2 separate regions of the Triticum aestivum genome follow, and region 1 is linked to region 2. A link is a contact called in public Hi-C data. All regions are on one chromosome and are shown on one strand. Each heading gives the region's core, a stretch centred on a gene start, on an enhancer-like site or on the middle of the called end of the contact. The rest is flanking DNA. Distances are from core to core; before and after follow the strand shown.

Region 1 (3,914 bases), core at 659-3,158, 270 kb after region 2:
ACTCTTACCTCCCCTCGTAGTTGAGGGATAAATCTTGGTTTTTTCGTCTTTCAAGTTCCTCATAGTGACCAGTAGATATAAATCCCAAGTGACTCAAAGAATAGAGCTATGCTCCCCGGCAACGGCACTAGAAAATAGACTTGATAACCCACAAGTATAGGGGATCGCAACAGTTTTCGAGGGTAGAGTATTCAACCCAAATTTATTGATTAGACACAAGGGGAGCCAAAGAATATTCTCAAGTATTAGCAGCTGAGTTGTCAATTCAACCACACCTGGAAGACTTAATATCTGCAGCAAAGTATTTAGTAGCAAAGTAGTATGGAATTAACGGTAACGGTGGCAAAAGTAACAGTAACAGTTTTGTAGTAATTGTAACAGTGGCAACGACAAAGTAACTAAGCAAAGATCAATATGTGAAAAGCTCGTAGGCATTGGATCAGTGATGGATAATTATGTCGGATGCGATTCCTCATGCAACAGTTATAACATAGGGTGACACAGAACTAGCTTCAATTCATCAATGTAATGTAGGCATGTATTCCGAATATAGTCATACGTGCTTATGGAAAAGAACTTTATTTCGCCCTCGTGGACAGGGTGTGGGCCCCTGGTGTTGATTCTTTTGCCAGTATTTTTTATTAATTCCAATTCTCCGTGAAGTTTCAGGTCATTCCGAGAACTTTTTATTTCTGCACAAAAATAACACCATGGCAATTCTGCTGAAAACAGCGTCAGTCCGGGTTAGTTCCATTCAAATCATGCAAGTCAGAGTCCAAAACAAGGGAAAAAGTGTTTGGAAAAGTAGATACGATGGAGACGTATCAACCTCACATCCACCTACGACGGACAAGGCGCAGACTCCTCCGAGGATGAGTAGGCACGGGAGGCGGCAGGGCCTTATGTCCCATGTGGGTCGGCCCGCCTCCTGTGCTCTACACTTTCTCGCCGGAGAGCGAGCTTCAGTTCATCGGTCTTAACACCGGTGGCCATGGAGATGGCGGATGGAGGACGACATGGGGTTGGACGTCGGCCGCTGTTGTAGGATAGGTTTAGGGTCGGGTCGGAGCGGTTTTTTTATGTTCTAAATGTTGGAAATCTAACGAAAATCCACAGTGTTTGCATGATTGTTGTCTTGCATGTATAAAATCCATCGTGTTGTACAAATTTCATCTGATTTGTTGCCAAAGTGTTTGAAATGTACGCGAGCAGCGTTGGATGCGGCTCCCGCATCTGTGTCCGTAGACTGGCCGCCCTGTCCGCAGACGGATGCGGGAGGAAATTTGCAGATTACCGTTGAGGATGACTTTACAATGAAAAAAGGTGTGAGATTCGTCGGAATAGGACGCTTCACACACATGCATATTACTCATATTTCTAAACATAACTTTTTGTTAGAGATTTCAATGCGGACTAGATGTGGTTGCATATAGACGGATTTTAAAGCGTGATTCACCCATTTTGCTTCATATGTATTAGTCTAAATTAAAATATCTAGGCGAACTTATATTTATTACTCCCTCCGTCTCAAAATATAAGAACTTTTTAACACTAGTATAGTGTCAAAAACATTCTTATATTCTGGGATAGAGGGAGTAGTATAGAAGCGAGTAGAGGATTTACGCATTGAAAATGGCTCCTCTCGTCCGGTTCTGTCGTGTGCATGGCATGGCATGGACGTTGCCGTCGCGGCGTCTAGATTCACATGGGCCGGCCATTCCCCTGTTCACACCGCTATAGTCCGTGTCGTGACTTACCCGTCTGCTTGGACCGGAGATTAATTTCGCTTGCGTCGTCCTCGCCGCTGGATTAACGCCGACGCGAGTTTCACGGTCAGGGGTAGTCCATGTCCATGCGACGGCACAAGCGAGGTAGGTGCGGCTGCTAGCTACAGGACGCGGGATACGGAGGAAAAGCGACGAATGGGCGCGGCGACGACGACGGCGAAATTTGGCGCGTGGCGACGATGCGCATATGGATTATTCCGTCAGTCCAGAAAAAAGATAAAAGACCCGTCGCTGTCGCCGTGTGTGTGGCCCGTGCTCTCCTCCTTTGTGGTCGACAGCGAGGCGATGGGTCCCATGACGCCACCGTGACGGCCGCATTACGTGGGTGCGCTGCACCTTGTTTTTTTTTTCGGGGCGACAAAAGGAGGCCAGGCAGAAAGGCAAAGCTGTGATCGAAATGGGAGGAAAAGCGGTGTATACATCATCCGTAAAGAAATTACGAATTCCACTTTAGTATAGTTATCAGTTATCACATCCGTAAAGAAATACTCCCTCCGTTCTTAAATATTTGTCTTTTAGAGATTTCAAATGGACTACCACATTCGGATGTATATAGACATGTTTTGGAGCGTAGATTCACTCATGTTGCTCCGTATGCAGTCACTTGTTAAAATCTCTAGAAAGACAAATATTTAGGAACGGAGGGAGTAGTATACTTGAGCTCCTTTTCATCTAAAAATAAAATGGTTTGTATACTTGGTAGCGGTGGCACAATTCTTCTGGTAGTATGGATCGTCCCGTGCACAGCGGGGTGCAAGGAACGTTTACAAATCACAGGCTACAAATTCCAAAGAAAGATCTCTTATCTTGCGAAGAATTTCACTACACTGAAGTCTGAAGCCAATTCGCAAAAAAAAAAAAAAGTCTGAAGCCAGCAGTTGCGACGTGCTGTACAGCCATTGACACAAACGTTACGTGCTGTCGTGCGTGGATTTCCTGGCCGTAGCTGCGACCGTACTCTGCCCGATTTGGTCATGCTTATATAAACCAAGAAGTCTACTCTTGTGGAAATGTTCGGGCGTTCGAAGAAAAGTTTGCAACAGGTCAACTGATCTGACCCAATCAAAGCTTCTCCCGCCTAATTTATGAGCTCCGGTAGGTATTCCATTTCAACGAACGTGTGTGAAGTGCCAGTATTCAGGCTTGGAACACGGGGTCTCAGTTACACAGTGTGTGACTTGTGAGTCAAGCCTGAACTAAACGTCCGTGTCCACGAGATCTTGTCCGCTGACGGTTGACGTTCACTCTCACTCACCGGTCAAAGTCAAACAAAATAACGCCGAACACATCAAAGAGGTTGCAATGTGTACGAGTGGTCACGGATTCGTACTGGTAGTCGGCCGGCGCCGCAGCAGACAGAACAGATGGGAACTTAGCTTAGCAGAAATAACTGTGGTCACACTTAGCTTAGCAAGTTAGCAACTACTCGATGAGAATCCAACCAAGTGTGAAATTCAATTAATCTTTTGCAGCACGGCTAAGTTTTCTTTAAAAAAAAACTTTTCAGTTTCTCCTGCACCCACTTGCTCGTTTTTGTCTCTGGCTTTTTTTAGGGACGTTTTTGTCTCTGGCTGGCTTGACATACTTAGATATTTGGCCCAAATCCAACGCAGGCGTGTCTAGCCGGCAAATGGAGCAGGCCCATTACCATTATTCTACTGGCCTGTTGCGGTTTCTTTTGCTGTCTTCTCCGTTAAGGAGTCAGGACGCATACCAAACTTCGGCACGCCTCCCTCCTTCAGGAAAGTAAGTTTGCAAATCCTCAAGAAAAATAATTAATCTACAATAGATATTGGAGCCCACTAATATGTGCATCTGTTTTGTGCTATTAGTTTGTCCCTAAGCTAATAATAATTTCATTATAAGCTTTTCATGCATTTCTAGATGAGGATACTCAACATTAAAAAAGTCGGATTTTTTTTAACAAAGAGAATATATTAATATCGTGAAAATACCAATAACACACTGTCTCTGCAACAACACAATACCCTTATGGAATTACGGATGCACATAGCCAAGAAAAAAGAAGAAGAAACTAAAAAAATAAAAGCCCCGCTACAGAGTTTCAGTCCTTGCAGCAGCAGTACAACCACCACCAAAACAACACCTGGAGTCCAAGTTCTCCGA
Region 2 (4,045 bases), core at 325-2,824:
CCGAGTGCCATGATTCCAGATCTGAACCGATTTTGTTTTCATAAATATATGTGTGCTCTTGATCCTATCTTGTAAGTTATATGCAGCTATTACGTGTTATGATTTGCATACCCCAAGGTGACAATAATTGAGATTCTTTTCGGTGATTACTGTAGTTTGAGGAGTTCATGTATTCACTAAGTGATAATGCTTTGTTTCGGTTCTCTATTAAAAGGATGCCTTAATATCCCTTAGTTTCCTTACAGACCCCGCTGCCACGGGAGGTTAGGACAAAAGATGTCATGCAAGTTTTTTTTCCATAAGCACGTATGACTATATACGGAATACATGCCTACATTATATTGATGAATTGGAGTTAGTTTTGTGTTGCTCTAGGTTATAACTGCTACATGGTGAATATTTTCCAACGCAATTATCCATCACTGATCCAATGGCTACGCTTTTCATGCATTAATCTTTGCTAAGTTAGTTTCGTCGTTGCTACTGTTACAACCACTATAAAATTGCTACTATTTCTATTGCTACCATTACCGTTACTATCAAACTATCATACTACTTTGCTACTGATCACCTTGCTGCAGATATTAAGTCTTTCAGGTGTAGTTGAATTGACAACTCAACTACTAATATTTGTGAATATTCTTTGGCTCCCCTTGTGTCGAATTAATAAATTTGGATTGAATATTCTACCCTGGAAAACTGTTGCGATCCCCTATACTTGTGGGTTATCAGGGGTTTATGCCCCCCCCAACGAACTCTAGGTCATGTGGCTTTATATTGGGTTCATAAATCACCCTCGTACTTTTTTCTAAATTTTTATTTGTTTGCCTCGAGGAATTAAACGCTAAACACATAAACAAACATTGAATGTTTTTATAAATACGACAGTACAAATAAATATAAAGGACTCAAAGTTATAAGATGATGACATTTAAATTTAAAAAATTATGTATACTTTAAGCATGCATCGCTTATCACCATAGTCACCATCTCCTCCTCCTGGAACTCGTCAATCTGTTGTAGCCACCAACAGCATCAAGCTCAAGCCTAGGCAACGTCATGCCTCGATCAAGCATTTGTCCATGTAGGGTTTGAATTAACCCTTTGTCGCCCTCCTCCCACCAGCCATCTCCTCCGAATGACAGAGGTGGAAAGTGGGCACTAAATCCTTTAAGACTAATAACCGAACATTTTCGGCTAGATTTTGCCTTCACGGAAACACTGTTTCATCTTTGATTATAGTCTTGTTTTCGTCTTGCTTTTCCTAGTTATCCAGGCATTTCAATGTATAAAAAGCTGTGATTTTAGTTTTTCATGCAATAAACGTTTTCTTTGAGCAAACGTGAGCATTATCAAGTTGAAAAGGAAAAATAAAGCATTATCTGCAGGCCGAGGAGCGAATATAGCTACAGTAAACGAACGGCTGTCATCAGTTGCACACCAAAACAATTTGTCAATCCCCTGCAAGAATTCTCGTTTCCCAACACAGTTGACCCTGATCCATTTGGGAAAGCCGTAGCTTTCAGGGCAGCGATCCCGGGCAGCACCAACCTCCCTCTTCGGGCCGCTTCCAACATCACGGCGAGGAGCTTCCCCACGCCCCCCACTTTCCCACTGCCACGGCCGGTGCCTCCCCATGGTCCCGGTCCACGAGGCATCCACCCATATAACCAGAAACAAACAGCCTTCCCGCACACTGTCACACCAGCTCCCCTCCGGAGTTCCCTTGCCTCCACGGCGCGGCGCGGCCTCCCTCTTCCGCTCCTGTTTCCGTCGCCTCTCCTCTCCCGCCGTCTCCGCCTCACGGGCGCGCCCGAGCTCGAATCGCCGCCGGCCGGACCAGGACGCGAGGCCGAGGCGTCATGGAGCCCGACGACGAGCGGGGGCGGGCGCCGCAGCGCAAGGGGATATCCTACAGCCAGCCGCTCGCGCGGGACGCGGTGGCGCAGGCGGCGTACGCGCGCCACGCCGCGCTCAGCTCGCACAGCCTCGATGACGAACCCATCGCCTCCGCCTCGGCGCACCGCCACGACCCCGCGCGCAGCGTGTCGTGTCCCCACCAGCTCCCGCCTCACCACCACCACAGCCGCGGCGGCGAGTCGGTGTACTTACACGCCGCCTCCTTCGGCGGCGGCGGCGCGGTGACGCTGGAGCGGGCTGTGGCGACGTCGGAGCACGGGGGCGCGGGCGGCAGGGGTGCGCTGCCGGAGTTCGTCGGCGCGGGCGGGGGCGAGGGCATCTTCCGCGTGCCGCTGCGCGCGGCCATGCACCCTGGCCGCCCGCCGGCGCTCGAGGTGCGGCCCCACCCGCCGCGGGAGACGCAGGTGTGCTCCTTCCTGCGGACGCTCGCGTGCGAGCCGCAGCTTCGCCAGCTGTGGACAGGGGCCGAGTCCGGGGTCCGGGTGTGGGGCCTCGACGAGCTGTTCGCCGGGAGCGTCGTGGGGGCGCGCCGGGGAGACGAGGAGACCGCGCCGTTCACGGAATCCGTGCCCGCGCCGCCAGCGCTCTGCGTCGCGCTGGACAGCGCGAACAAGCTCGTGTGGACGGGCCACAAGGACGGGAGGATCCGGTCGTGGCGCATGGACCTCGCCACGACGCCGGCAGCTGCAGCAGACGGTGGCGAGAATGCGCCCATGTTCAAGGAGGCCCTGTCGTGGCAGGCGCACAGCCGCACCCCGGTGCTCTCCATGGTTGTCACATCATACGGTGAGAAGCTCGCTTCCTTGATCACCCCTAGCAATTTTGGTTTTCATTGACTGCTTCGAGGAAAGGCAAATTGTATACTGGATATGAGCTATGAGGATAATCCGGCAATGGCACTCTGCTGAAAGGCGCGATGATAACTGGAAATGTTCAATTTAGCCGATTTTAAGTCACCGCGAAATGCTAAGATTACCTAATTTTACATCATTGGCAAGTGCTAACTTGGCAATAGCGCTTTTGGCACATTTACACCTTTTTTACTTTAGGCTGGAGAAGTTTTGGACGGTAGAGTTAGCCTTTCTAAAGAATAAAAATAGCTTTTTTCCCATACTGATGGACATCCTGGTTCTATATTTTTTTGTCATAATAATGGAACAAGCATGTACAACCACGTTGATGTTAATCATCAACCAGATTATTTACAGAAAATTAAAGCAAGCTTGATATCACAGCCTGGTTAAGGCGCACCTAGTGCCTCGCTCTTGCTACAACCTGAGAAAACCAGTGAATAGATAACAGAATTAAGCTGACGAAAGTAAGCCTTTATTACAACTGAAAGCGAAGAATTTCACCCAGTCACTCACTCATTTACCCTCCAGTTCCTCGTCCATCTTCTGAAAAGAACTAGCTTGTGAATGTTCAGCTCTCTCCTAAATAACTGATTCCAATAAGCTAAGTCAGTATTCGTTAACTGTAGATCCATATGTTTCTTGATTTTTGTTGTGAGGGATATGACTCTTGATTGACTACTCTGAAACCTATATATATAGGGAATATTTTAGTATTATTAGTTCAGTTATGCAGTTTATTTCACATCAAAACTAAATTATCAGTTTTCCTTTCTGGCCTCTTCCGACTTGAATCAAGCATTGTTGAGGCATTGATATCTGAATCACTAGGCTGCGTTACAAGTTTTGGCATTCATGCACCTCTCTTGTTGCAGATAAGAGTTGATAATCTAAATTTGAACTAAAAAGGAGTGAAAATTTATCCCAAATTGATATGTTTCATTTCAATCTCTTGGAAACAGGTGAAATATGGTCAGGCACCGAAGGAGGTGTTATAAAGGCATGGCCCTGGGATGTCATTGCTAAGTCCCTCTCACTAACACCAGAAGAAAAATATATGGCTTCTTGTCTGGTCGAAAATGCGTATATTGACCTTAGGAACTATGTCACAGTTGGTAACATGTTCTCTTTGCCCACTACTGATGTGAAACACATGCTTGCGGACCATTGTCGAGCGAAAGTTTGGAGTCTAACTAGCATGACGTTTGCTCTTTGGTACGATTCTAAATATAAATGCCATCACATCAGTTTCTCAACTTCATTAACTCATGGCC

Evidence for each region. A called contact is a pair of places that touch in the nucleus more often than the background predicts.
Region 1: a contact with region 2 is called in a Hi-C map of leaf, with 2.4 times the contacts expected there. The contact joins the enhancer-like site here to the promoter of LOC123164738 in region 2. A contact is called at or near these places in 1 of 5 Hi-C or Micro-C datasets (leaf) and 1 of 1 datasets of contacts at active chromatin or transcription factors (leaf).

What each region holds. Positions count from the first base shown.
Region 1 is chr7D:232,869,568-232,873,481 of IWGSC CS RefSeq v2.1, forward strand. No RefSeq gene overlaps it. Among protein-coding and RNA genes, the nearest start is that of LOC123165963, 18 kb to the right of the region's middle. Within about 2 kb of position 1,909, at least 7 of the 8 cell types and tissues checked have an H3K27ac peak or open chromatin away from gene starts, as enhancers often do. A contact at or near this core is called in leaf, where this site is marked.
Region 2 is chr7D:232,598,757-232,602,801 of IWGSC CS RefSeq v2.1, forward strand. It overlaps LOC123164738 (type II inositol polyphosphate 5-phosphatase 15), which reads left to right and starts at 1,575. Exons shown (of 11, transcript XM_044582285.1): 1 at 1,575-2,706; 2 at 3,734-3,986. The coding sequence starts at 1,863.